Regions from separate parts of the Danio rerio genome. Here region 2 is linked to region 1. Evidence: chromatin contacts called from public Hi-C data. All regions are on one chromosome and are shown on one strand. The core of a region is the stretch at or near the end of the contact, and the rest is flanking DNA. Distances in the headings are between cores, read along the strand shown.

The links. Hi-C and Micro-C count contacts between places; a contact is called where the count stands out from the background.
Region 2: a contact with region 1 is called in a Hi-C map of an unstated tissue, with 5 times the contacts expected there. The contact joins two enhancer-like sites. A contact is called at or near these places in 2 of 18 Hi-C or Micro-C datasets (embryo and an unstated tissue).

What each region holds. Positions count from the first base shown.
Region 1 is chr7:41,375,593-41,381,804 of GRCz12tu, forward strand. No RefSeq gene overlaps it. Among named protein-coding and RNA genes, the nearest start is that of insig1, 16 kb to the left of the region's middle. Within about 2 kb of position 3,464, at least 7 of the 62 cell types and tissues checked have an H3K27ac peak or open chromatin away from gene starts, as enhancers often do.
Region 2 is chr7:41,566,585-41,572,796 of GRCz12tu, forward strand. scrib (scribble planar cell polarity protein) reads left to right here. Exons shown (of 40, transcript NM_001007175.2): 4 at 2,225-2,314; 5 at 3,375-3,431; 6 at 3,556-3,619; 7 at 3,965-4,039; 8 at 4,283-4,427; 9 at 5,280-5,398; 10 at 6,030-6,212. Among named protein-coding and RNA genes, the nearest start is that of scrib, 61 kb to the left of the region's middle. Within about 2 kb of position 4,022, at least 9 of the 62 cell types and tissues checked have an H3K27ac peak or open chromatin away from gene starts, as enhancers often do.

The DNA.
Region 1 (6,212 bases), core at 2,214-4,713:
GGAAAGCTAGGTTGCTGCCAGAAGTGGTGTTAGTGAGGCTAGCAAGGGGCGCCCAACCTGCGGTCTGTGTGGGCCCTAATGCCCCAGTATAGTGACGGGGACTCTATATAGACGTTTAACCAAGGTCCTAACTCTCTATGGTCATTAAAAATCCCAGGATGTCCTTCGAAAAAGAGTAGAGGTTTAACCCTGGCATCCTGGCCAAATCTGCCCACTGGCCTCTGTCCATCATGGCCTCCTAACCCACCCCATATCATAATTGACTTCATCTCTCTGTCTCCTCTCCACCAGTCAGCTGGTGTATGGTGTGCGGTGTGGCGCAAAATGGCTGGCGTTGCATCATCCAGGTGGATGTTGCACACTGGTGGTGGATGAGGAGATTCCCCCCTATGTGCAAAGCGCTATATAAATGTAAGGAATTATTATTATTATTATAAATAGGAATATAAGTTTATTCATCAGGGGTCGCCACAGCGAAACGAACCATTCATTTAATGCATTTAATGGTCGTCAGCATCTCAAATCCTCTTAAACCATCTTAATTTTTTTATATTTAGATAAAAAACTAACATTTTGAAGCTATTCTTTGTATTATACTATCCTTGCATCAAATAATAATAATAAAAAAGAAAGAAAAAAAAGTTGATGCTGTGCAAAGTGTTTCTAATGCAGCATTTGGACTGGACAGTAAACAGTCTCAAACAATTTTTCTTCTATTGAAAGTCTTGAAAATACTATTGGGGAGTTTCTCTTTTTATTTGGGCAAATACATTTTTTTTTTAAAACTTTCACATTTAATGCTTTCTAAGTTTACCCAAATATGACAACTTCCACTGTCGAGATACCCAGAAATGTAAAAAGGTCTGTTTATAGATTTTAAAAAAATAAAGATTAAAAATCAACTATTCCAGAAAAATCTAGAGATGTGGACTGAATTGTGGTTTCATTTGGAGGTCTTTTTGAATCTGTTTAACTACCTATAGATAACAACAGCAAAGCAAAACATAGGCAAAAGCTTTGTCTTCACTTGCAATGACCTCCGAACTGAAGGATTCGACATAAAGAGACAATCTGGAAGAAAGAGGGGCCTTAAAATGGCAGAAACGGCAGAAAGGCTATAAAATCAAAGTGAGGTTGATCAAAAATGAATCATTTATCGTTTAAAAAGTGATGCTTGCATGAAATCAAAACTGTGAAGAATAATTTGCTGTGGGTTTCCTTAAGATTTTTCTATTCATTGGGTTTAGTAAACTCTCAGTTAATGAGGAAAATAAGGTTTGTAGTAAACATCAACTTAACAATACTTGAACATTTAGCAGATTTATTTTCTTTGCTGTAACCATTTGAGAGTTTCCTTGCCTATCTTTTGGATCATTGCCTTGCTGAAATGTCCACTCTGGTTTCATCTTGATCATCCTGCTAATGTAGATGTTGGAATGAAGCAGCGGATATCAATTTACATTGACAGGGAACAGGTTTCCAGAATAACTACTGAGAAAGATCACAGTTGCTGTCTGGGCTCTCCATGCCACATTCTGTTCTTCATGTGTTCAATACTTTTTCCAATACTTTTTCCGTGTGTCATTTAATTCTATTACACATATATTATATTACACATATATGTGTTACATATATTACACAACTTAATTTCAAAACTGATTAGATTTGTTTTGTTTGTATGTACCGATTACTTTGGTTGCTACTGACTTTTTGTTGAAATTTCGAGTCAGCAGCACCTTTAAAAAAGTATTTTCTGAAAATTTTCTGTCATATACACAACCATTTAAACAACGAGTGAATATAGGAAGACAGATTTATTTATAATTAACATGATCTCATGGCAGTTTGTAACTTTTTGATTTATTGGCTAATTCATATTCTTCAGACAGTCTCATTTGTAAAATTTAGTACGATTTGCTCATCCCCAAATAACGATTAAGTTTAGGGGTGAGGTTGTGTGCCATGCCTCCTTTTTAAAATTGTTTTAATTTTCGTACGGCTGAATTAGCCACTAAACTGACAAAATGTAAAATAGTTACAGTCACTTGTAAAGTCAGGCTGATATAATATAGGGCTTGATGGGAGTGGGGGAAGCTAAATTTAAATTGGCTTGCTGTTAGCTACTCCTGGCAGAATTATCTGCATAGCATCATGATGATGTAGTTTTTGACACAGATGATACTATTATCATCAATTGATTAAAAAAAATAAGCTGAATTAAAGCAAACATATAAATTTAACAAAAGCGAATACAGTTGACTAACCCTAGAGTTTTTGCTCGCAGAACCTGACTTGTTCACTTCTGAAGAAGGCTGAGTAAATGACAAATTTTTTTTTATTCGCATATGAGCATTTATGAGCCCTAAAGAGCCTATATGAATAACATAAGTGCATATTATATGACAGAAAAATTGCATACAGTAATAAAGCACTGTATATACACATTTGTATATGCATATTTAAGCACATTTGTGTGTAAATGACTCACAGTAGTCTTATTATATCTCGTAAAAAAAGTGAAAGAAAAAAAACTTTTATTTTTTCTTTCTGCCTTCCCCATTTCTGTCTTCCAGTCTCTCCAGATGCCTCAGCAGCAGGATGTTATGACAGATCAAATGAATCCCAGATGAAGCGTGGCAGAGATTAAGCAGCAAGTCTGGGTGGAATAGTAGCATATTCAAAATAATGAAAATGTTAAAGTGGCTGCTTTAAATTGACTCATCAGGCGAGACATCCTCATGCCCTCCCCTGACACAACATGAAGTTATGTGGTTGAAACGTTCTAATCCATCCTTTGAGACACAGGATTAAGCTCAAGGGCCAATTTTATCCTCTTTCACAGAATTTTTGGCAATACGTTGCCTGCGTGAATGCTTGTTGATGTGTTGCATTTTTCTTATATAATTATTTTCATCACTCTTCCCCCCTCCTGTTAAATACAGAGTATCTTGTCTTCATTTACTGTTTACATTTAGATCTCACCATTTTTAAGCCTTCGGTTGTTTTCATTGCTAGGATTTATCAAGGCTTTTAGAAATGCAAATTGTGCATTAAAAATATATAGTTGCTACTGGTATTTCGTCTGTTTGTTTTTTGGGTCCTCTACAATCAACAATTTTCTATCCCTTCTGATCAAGAAAAGCAAAAACAGTCTGCTGAGAAAGGCACACAAACAAAAGCAGTACTTCAATATCTGAATGCTAATGAGTACAGATTGTTACTTGAATAAACATTGTTGCTGTTCGAGAAGCCTCAACGGTTATCATTTGCAAGTTAATTGGCAACAAAATATTCTAGCAACAGTAGAGTGTTTGGAAATACAGCAAATGTGCAATAAATGTATTATTATTAGTATGGGCTGTGTGTGATTAGACATTCCTGCTAAAGTTCAAAGGTTTTAAAAAACAGCGTAAAGTATGGGCTCAGAGCTTTTAGCCAATCCACTGACCGCCAGAGTGCCTTGTGGTTCAGCCAGCCAATCATGTCACAGCATTAAATGGGGGTGTGTCGCAGACATGGGCAATGTTTTGATGATTGCTCATTCATAAAAAGTAATGTGCAATTATAGTAAAGTACATTAAGTACTTATAATATCAAATACTTAGAGCTTTGCTACTTGACCAAGACAGATCGATAGATGATAAGTGAGGCATTGGTACAAAAATTTTAAAGCAATTTAATCCAAATAAGAATGTAATGTAAAGAAAAATCAGTAACATAACATTCCATGTCAACCATTCATAAACAGTCTTATCAGTTTATGACCTGTACATTAGGCAGTATATCAGTGTTTTTATACAAGCGTGTGTTCTGGGAGGATGAGAATTGTACCACCTGTCACAAACTTTAGTTAATATTTAATATTTGTTCTAAATTACTCCAGTGGAGTGATATTTCTGTAATCTGATAAAAACAATAACAGCAACAAAAGACAAAATAAAAGCAAACCGCAAATATGTCCTTCTTCCAGTGAATGAGTACAAATAACTCAAGCACAACACCTTTATCCTGATGTTATTTTAGATAGAATATAAAAACTAAATGTAAAGATTTTCAGTGCAAAAATAAAATAAATAAATTAACCAAATTGTTATTTCTTGTAAAGTCTTTTTGTTTAGTTTTTTTCTGTTCTTGAAGAGATTTTCCCATTTTGTCTACACTATTTAATCTCTTAAAGAGGTAACTATTTAGCTATTTTATTATGTGTGACTGTACTATACCATTCATTCATTCATTCATTCATTCATTCATTCATTCATTCATTCATTCCTTCATTTTCCTTCAGTTTAGTCCATTTATTCATCAGGGGCGCCACAGCGGAATGAACCGCCAACTTATCCAGCATATGTTTTATATAGCTAACCCAATTCACATATATAGCACATGTCTTTAGACTGTGGGAGAAACCGGAACACCTGGAGGAAACCCACGCCAATATTGGGAGAAAATGCAAACTCCACAAATGCCAACTGGTCCAGCCAGGACTCAAACCATAGATCTTCTTCCTGTGACGTGACTGTGCTAACAATTGAGCCACCATGTCGACCTTGTACTATACCATAGTTCTCATTAGTTCAACACAGATACAGTACTTGCACTCTACTGGATTGAGTGAAGGGTTATTTAAAGCTCTGCACTCCCTCATCTGGCCAGAACTGGAAATAAAGGATTTTAAATACCCCATTAAAGGCATAGTTCACCCAAAAATGAAAATGTACTCACTATTTACTCCACCTCCGCCTTTATCTTTTTTTTTTTTTTCTGTTAAACACAAAAGAGGATATTCTGACAAAAGCTGGGAACCTGTGACCATTGACATACATAATAGGAAAAACTATAATATTATGGAAGTCAATAGTTACAGGTTTTCAGCTTTCTTCAAAATATTTTCTTTTAACACAGGAGAGAAACTTATGTAAGTCACTGTATGGGGTATGGAGCCACTTGAAGATTAGTATAGTAAATTTTTGTTTTGAGGTGAACTATCCCTTTAAGACACATTACAGGACATTATCTATTATAGACATGAAGACATTATATTTTGAAAATACGAGAAATATTTTTTTTTTCTTGCATCAGTATGTTTTTAGATTTGAAGATTTCTAAGGTTTCTGACTAGTGAAAAGAAAACATAGCATGAAAATACGTTTTTGTTCTTTTATTATACTGCATTTTACCCAATGCTTCTGTAGATTAAGATTTCTAATCCAATACATATCTTTAAAGACACTATCTCAAGTCAGAAATCTCCACTTCTAGTAGTGTCTACATACAGCAAATTACATACATACATTTTTATTGCTAAATAGTTTGATCCTTTAATAATTATTGTTTATTTAACATGCTTAATATGCAATTTGCCTTTTTTATGCAACATTTTGTTCCTAACATCGCATGTAAAATATATACACATTGCAGCAATTATGCTGAGTGAATCTCAGCGTGTTTCTTATTTTAAGTCTAGTGTCACTTGACAGTTTAATTCTCACAATTACTGACTTTGCTTGTTGCTCATGGATATAAAACATTAACGACTTGTGTGATTATAAAACAGTAATTGGTAAACTATTAGCCTTTGCCTGAGTAATTGAACTCTTCGAAAGATGAGCAAAGCCAAATCTCACTAATGAGCCACATGTGACTTCATGACTCCTGGACACTCACATGTGAAAATACAGCATTGACTGCTTAATGTTAATGTATTATTTTAAAGCTGGTTTATTTAAGCAAGATTAAGAGAGAACAAACAAATACTGGTAACTCTCTTCAATAAGGTTGCATGTACAAACATGAACAAACAAGGAACAATAGACTTATTACGGTATTTAATCATATTTGTTAACATTAGTGAATAGAAACAAAGTTGTTCATGTTAGCTCGTGTCAACTTATGGTGCATAACTATTGTTACATTTGGATTTTACTAAATGTTGAACTGTGATCAATAAATGATCTGCAAGTATTGTTCATTATTAGTTCATGATAGTAAATACATTAACTAACATTAACTCATGAAACCTTATTGTAAAGTGTGATTAAAACACTTAAAATGATGTTGAAGAACTCTAATGTACAGAAACGTTCTGACTAGTGCTGAGGAACACTCATGGGGCAGGACTCCAATGTGCCTGGTTTCACAGTATAAATAGCCATTTATGCAGTTTAATCGTTGGGTGGATTTTATTAAACGAGAATCACAGCAATTATGATATG
Region 2 (6,212 bases), core at 2,772-5,271, 190 kb after region 1:
AGACTCTCTTGATTTTGGAGGTAATAAATAATATAATAACACTAATACTGAAATGGTAAAGGCGTTTTAGAATGACCAAAACAACATTTCACATGTTTTACAATGTGATCAGCCTGCTGGTTTATTCATTCATAAACTATTACATCATCACATGTGAGTTTATTTATCATAACTTTAATGCGCATGTTGGAATTTGTTTATGTGCATCTTTTCTTATTGAATAAAGGTTTAACCTACTCAGTTATGCCATAGGTTTTTTTATGCACATTTTGGTTTTTCATCAACCATTTTTTTTATCCGCATATTCAAAATGGGACAAAATGGGGCATGGGACAATAACCGGTTTCAGAAGTCCGTTTGGAAAGTCAGTTTTAAAACCATTAATTTTCTTTTGTACTGTTCCTACTGTATATGCAAGTTTTTTTTCTTGTTTTTTATTTAGTTTTTTGCGGCAACAGTTTTACCACATCAAAAAAAAGATACTGGTCAGCCCACGATTCACCATACACCTTAGAAACCAACATCCAAGCATGCTATAGACCTGTGGTAGGGAATCTATGGATCTCGAGCCACATGTGGCTCTGACCAAAAATATGTGCCTCTCCAGCTGTCTTCCTTTAATAATATAATTTACGGTTTAAAAAAATTATAACCATCAATAGAAATCAGTTTCCTATCAAAATACAATTACAATTCCCTTTTATGTAATTTTTTATTGCAAAATGAATAAGAACTCAGTTAACAATAAAAGGACGTTTTGAATTGCCACACCAATTATGGGCAAACAACTTGCGTTACTATGGTAACCTTGCGCACTTAAATTCAAACAGCATATATGAATGGTGATGGTGAAAATAGAAATCCTATAGTTTTTTCTTCATTCATGGACTTGCTCAACGTGTAATGCTTCATATTTGTTAATTTTTGAGTTGTGCATGGACAAATTTAGGTTTTGTTTAAATCTTTATTATTTATAGTAGTAATACTATATATAGTAATACTATATATTTACTATATAATACATGTATACTATATATGCAAATGTATTTTAAAGAGGCATTTGGAGATGTATATGTACATCTAAATGGCTCTTTAAAAATGCTTTTGCTTAAATAAAAAAATGGCTCTTTGCTGAAAAAAGGTTCCCGATTCCTGCTATAGACCTAATCAAAGACGCCTTTTTAAGTTGTAAAGAAATCGATAGCAGAAAATAGCAGTGATTTTTTTTTTTTTTTTTTTTTTTTTTTTTATTTAACCTTTAGTTGCAAAATAGTTCAATTCAATGAGTGGAAAAAAGCAACAAAAAAAAATATATAAGGCATTTAACAAAAGAAAACAATTTTTAGAGCAGCAATCATTTTATTATCATAACATCAGAATCTTAGACCGACCAATGCCTTAAAGAGTGACAGTCGTGCTTATACTCACAGCCATATGATAACATGTAGTGCCTTGGAAATTATTCTTAGCCTGTAAAAGCAGCTCTATTTTCACGATTTGCTGCCAATTGACCACCCAAGTTTTTTAATCTTGTATGTTTTATACATGCAACGTGATTCAAGTGATTCAAGACGATCTGCAAAGTGTGTGTGTGTGTGGGTGGGGTATTATCTATTATTTATAGAAGTTTCTATAGTATAATAGTATAAAAAGCATATATAACCTTTGGACTTTTCTAACAATAAAAAAATTTTAAAAAAAATTACAAACAGTGGATAGTTACCCGTTTTGTTAATGTTTGTTGAAGTTTGGGGAAAACATTGTTATTTTAATAATACATTTACATTTATTTTTTATTATGAAAAAATAAGTGTATTTTTATTATTTGTTTATGCCGTCAATTCTTAGAAAATTGCAATAGGCTAAAATCGGTATTGACTGGTCACACTTATCAAAAAATCAAAATTGTAAAAGACTCATCTCTGATAAGCAGGATGGGAAAGGAAAAGATTTGTACTAAAAAGAGTTTACATATGTTGTGTTAAAATGCTGTAATGTTGTATTTAGAACAGGTGAGAATTTAGCAGGCTCATTTTCCCCTTATTTTGGGGTCAGAGAGTTCACACAACCATTGGAGGATGTCAACTTTATTCATCACTTGAGTACTTCCTACTCTTTATTTACATTAGAGCAGGAAGACGTGCACTGCTAGCAGTAACAGCCTTCAGAGGCCAAACCTTTTCCATTGTGCATCTCATTTTCCTTTTGTCTCTCTCGGTCTCAGGTTGCCTGATGGCTTCACGCAGCTCCGAGGACTGGCTCACCTATCACTCAATGACGTGTCGCTGCAGTCTCTACCCAATGACATAGGAAAGTGAGTTGATAAGAACAAATTCAAAATTGCATAAAATAAATCTTAATGTGGGAACAAAACATGCATTTCCTTTTAAAATTTGCTTTAAAAGTTATTTATTCTAGGTGCTAGAAAGAACTTTCTAGTCTTTTTAACAAGAAATAAATTAGGTTCATCGTGTCACCCACGGTCCAAAAAACATGTTTATTCCATTAACCACTGGACTCATTTTAACAAAGTAAATCCACACGTAGTTCTTAAGTTTTCTTAAATATTTTATCTCATTGTAATTGTGAAAATAACCAAACCTGATTCTTACCATGAATTTAGCCTTAAGCTAAGATGGTGCTATAAAAAAAGACATTGATATTAAATAATATAATATAATAATATAACATAAAATATTTCATTAGAGTAAGTATTTTATTTGTAGTTTGCTCTGCAAATACAAAATTGCCACAATGTAAAAAAAGTAGCAGATCTTTCGTATTGTGATGCTGAGTGTAATGGATTCCCAAAATTGACAGAGGAGTGTTAGTGTAGGTGGTTGTCTGTCATTTTTAATAGATGATCGTACATTTGTTTTTAATAAACTAACTACAATGTTGAAATTAAACTTTATTGAATGAGGCATCCCAAATAACGTAACTATATGAAATTGATCGAATAAATGTTTATTTTTATTTCAACTTTTAAAATCATTCTAAGGTAAAGTAAACATCAGAAAAATCATCAATTTATCTAGTATTTGTATTGTTTATATAGTCAAACCAATAAACACAGCGTTAGTTTTATGCAATATATGGCAGAAATGTTTATCTAGGAGGCATATCTGTGCATGTTGTTTTAAGACATTTAATATGTCTTTGTTTTATAAATTTCACTTCTTTAATCACAGGCATCTTATTCACACACAGACGAAATGTTCTCTATCTCACACATATATACACACATACTCAGTTTTTGGCCACTGTTGATGTCGTACAGATGGAGGAGCCCCTTACTCCTCCAAACCAAGTGACACACTTACCATCTGACACCCAGTCTTATCTCTTTCTGTTTCTCGTTCTCTGTCTCTCAGCTTGTCAAACCTGGTGACTCTAGAGCTGAGGGAGAATCTACTGAAATCCTTGCCCTCGTGAGTACTTTCCCATCAGCCTGCAGTTATTCAATTCGTAGCGCTCATGCTTTATGTAAAATAAAAACATACCAATACATGCAAATCAAATGACAAAAGCTGAAATGTCTGTGTTATTCTGTAGCTCTCTTTCCTTCCTGGTAAAACTGGAACAGCTGGATCTGGGCAGCAATGTACTGGAAGTTTTGGTAAGGAGTCCTGTAATATTTCTTGCAGCCCTAAAATCAATTTGTGTGTGTTTGTGTGTGTGTGTTTGTGTGTGTGTGTGTGTGTGTGTGTGTGTGTGTGTGTGTGTGTGTGTGTGTGTGTGTGTGTTAAACGATGCATATAAATGCATGTCATGTTTTCTGGTTTATTCGAAGCATAGTTATTTCTGAACACCTGAGCACCTTCTGGTGAATCTATCATGTCATGTTGTTTATTTCTTTCATTATTCTTTGTGTGCTGTTTCATAACATTTCTTTCTTCTTCTTTTTTTTTTTTTTTTCTTCGTCCTGTCTTTAATCTGCTTTCTTTGTTGTTCTTCCGTTCAGCCTGACACACTTGGGGCGCTGCCCAATCTTCGTGAGCTGTGGTTGGACAGAAACCAGCTCTCCTCACTACCTCCTGTGAGTACAGACAGCTCGTGATTGGCTGATTGTCATTAGAGTCGTCATCTGTCTGGTTGCTTTGCACATCTAGTTCAGATTTAAAGCTTGCAGTTCATGCAGATGTTGACTTTTCAAACACGCTTTACCTTCAGTGCAGTTGAATGCGTTTGGCATGTGCCTGTTCTGCTGATAATTGGAGTGGAAACTAGAGTGCTTTAATTTGCTTTCGGCTGACTGAAAGATGACCTCTGCCTTTAACAGGAGCTGGGGAACCTGCGGCAGCTGGTTTGCTTGGACGTGTCAGAAAACCGTCTATCAGAGCTTCCCACAGAGATCAGCGGCCTTATCGCCCTCACGGACCTGCTGCTCTCAGAAAACCTCCTGGAGATCTTGCCGGACAGCATCGGTGAAACTCTATACCTCTCTTCCAAACGTCAATAAAAATGAGCTTTTGCATGCTTTGTTTGAAGACAATGGCCGCATTACAATAAAGGCATTGTTCATCCGTTTAGCTTAAACTCTGTTTCACCTTGTTGTAAACTATGTGCCTTCTAAATTAAGCCAGCAACTTTATGGTGACAGCTTTATATTTACCAGCCATAATTTTCTCTTCTGCATTCAGTTGATCTGCATTCATGTTATTTATATATAATATATATTAAATTATTATTATTATTATTATTATTATTATTATTATTATAAAAAATATTATAGTTTTTTTTAGCACTTTAGTGTAAATATCATTTACTACTGGCTTATTACCTGTCTGTTATTAACTGTTAATTAGAAAATATTATAAAGTATGATCTCATTTTACATCTCTAATCCTAAACCCATCTACTACCGTAATAACTATCATTAAACAGGCAATTAGTATGTAGTAGTATAGAAGTTTGAGCTAAAAGTCTTAGTTAATGGTCTGTACATGGTTTATTAATAGTGTGAATTATATATTACCATAAAGTGTAATCGTTTAATTTTGTTGTTTTTTTATTTATTTATTTCGCACATCAGGTAATGTGTGCAATATTTTGAATACTCTTCTGATTGCACTGATCTGCTGAGGAATGTTCAGTACATTGAGCATAACAACACTGCCCTCTAGTGTTCTCAGATTTTTGTCTTGCTATTGGCTTAAAGTTTTTTTTTAACTGATGTCATTATTTATAACCGTATAATTTATTTTCTGATGTTATTGCATATATAATTGCGCACTGAGCACCCATAGATCTTTATATACCGAATATTTCTTTTTCAGGCTCACTTAAGAAGTTGTCCATTTTGAAAGTGAACCAGAACCGCCTTGTGCATCTGACTGACTCTATTGGGGAGTGTGAGAACCTGACAGAGCTCATGTTGACCGAGAACCTACTGCAGGTACACAACTCTCTACATTCTTTCTACTTCACTTTGCTGAATTGACTACTAAAATTGTGAATTTGGTGATTAATCTTTTTTTTATATTATTGATGATTGGAATATTTTTAGCATAAAACAGTGAATTTGTGCAAATTGGTTGATGTTGGTCCAGGACAAGTTAAATACATTAGTCTGGTCAGATTTCGGAGTTTAAATTTTAAATCTCCATAAAAATTTCACTGTGGAACCTTTATTTATATTTAAAAATTATGGGTTTTTTCAATAGTAATGTCATTACTTTTTAAAACTTTTGTTTTATTTAAAATGCAAATGTAAAAAAATGCATAATTATAACATTAGTATTTTAAAGCTACGTTTAAAATGTGCATTGTAAGATATTGTTTTAATAACTAAACAAAAACTTGCTAAAATCAGCAAACACACTGTTTTTCACTCCTAATGAGTGTGCATTCCTGTGTTTGTTGGATACTTTTATCTGAAATCACTAACAAATGAGTGTAGTTAATGCTGAGGGAGTCCTAAATTCCAATAGAAAATGTGCAAAATGTTCTAGAGTAATGCAGATTGAGGGAGTTTTTAAAAAAAACAGGCTGTTGCAGAAACTTTCTTGTCCTGTTTTTATTTTCAGTCTCTTCCGCGCTCACTTGGGAAGCTGAAGAAGTTGACCAACTTGAATGTGGACCGAAACCGTTTGAGCAGCGTGCCTGCAGAGCTGGGCGGATGTGTTAGCCTGAATGTGCTCTCTCTCAGAGATAACCGTTTGGGAAAACTACCTCCAGAGCTCGCCAATGCCACTGAATTACATGTGCTT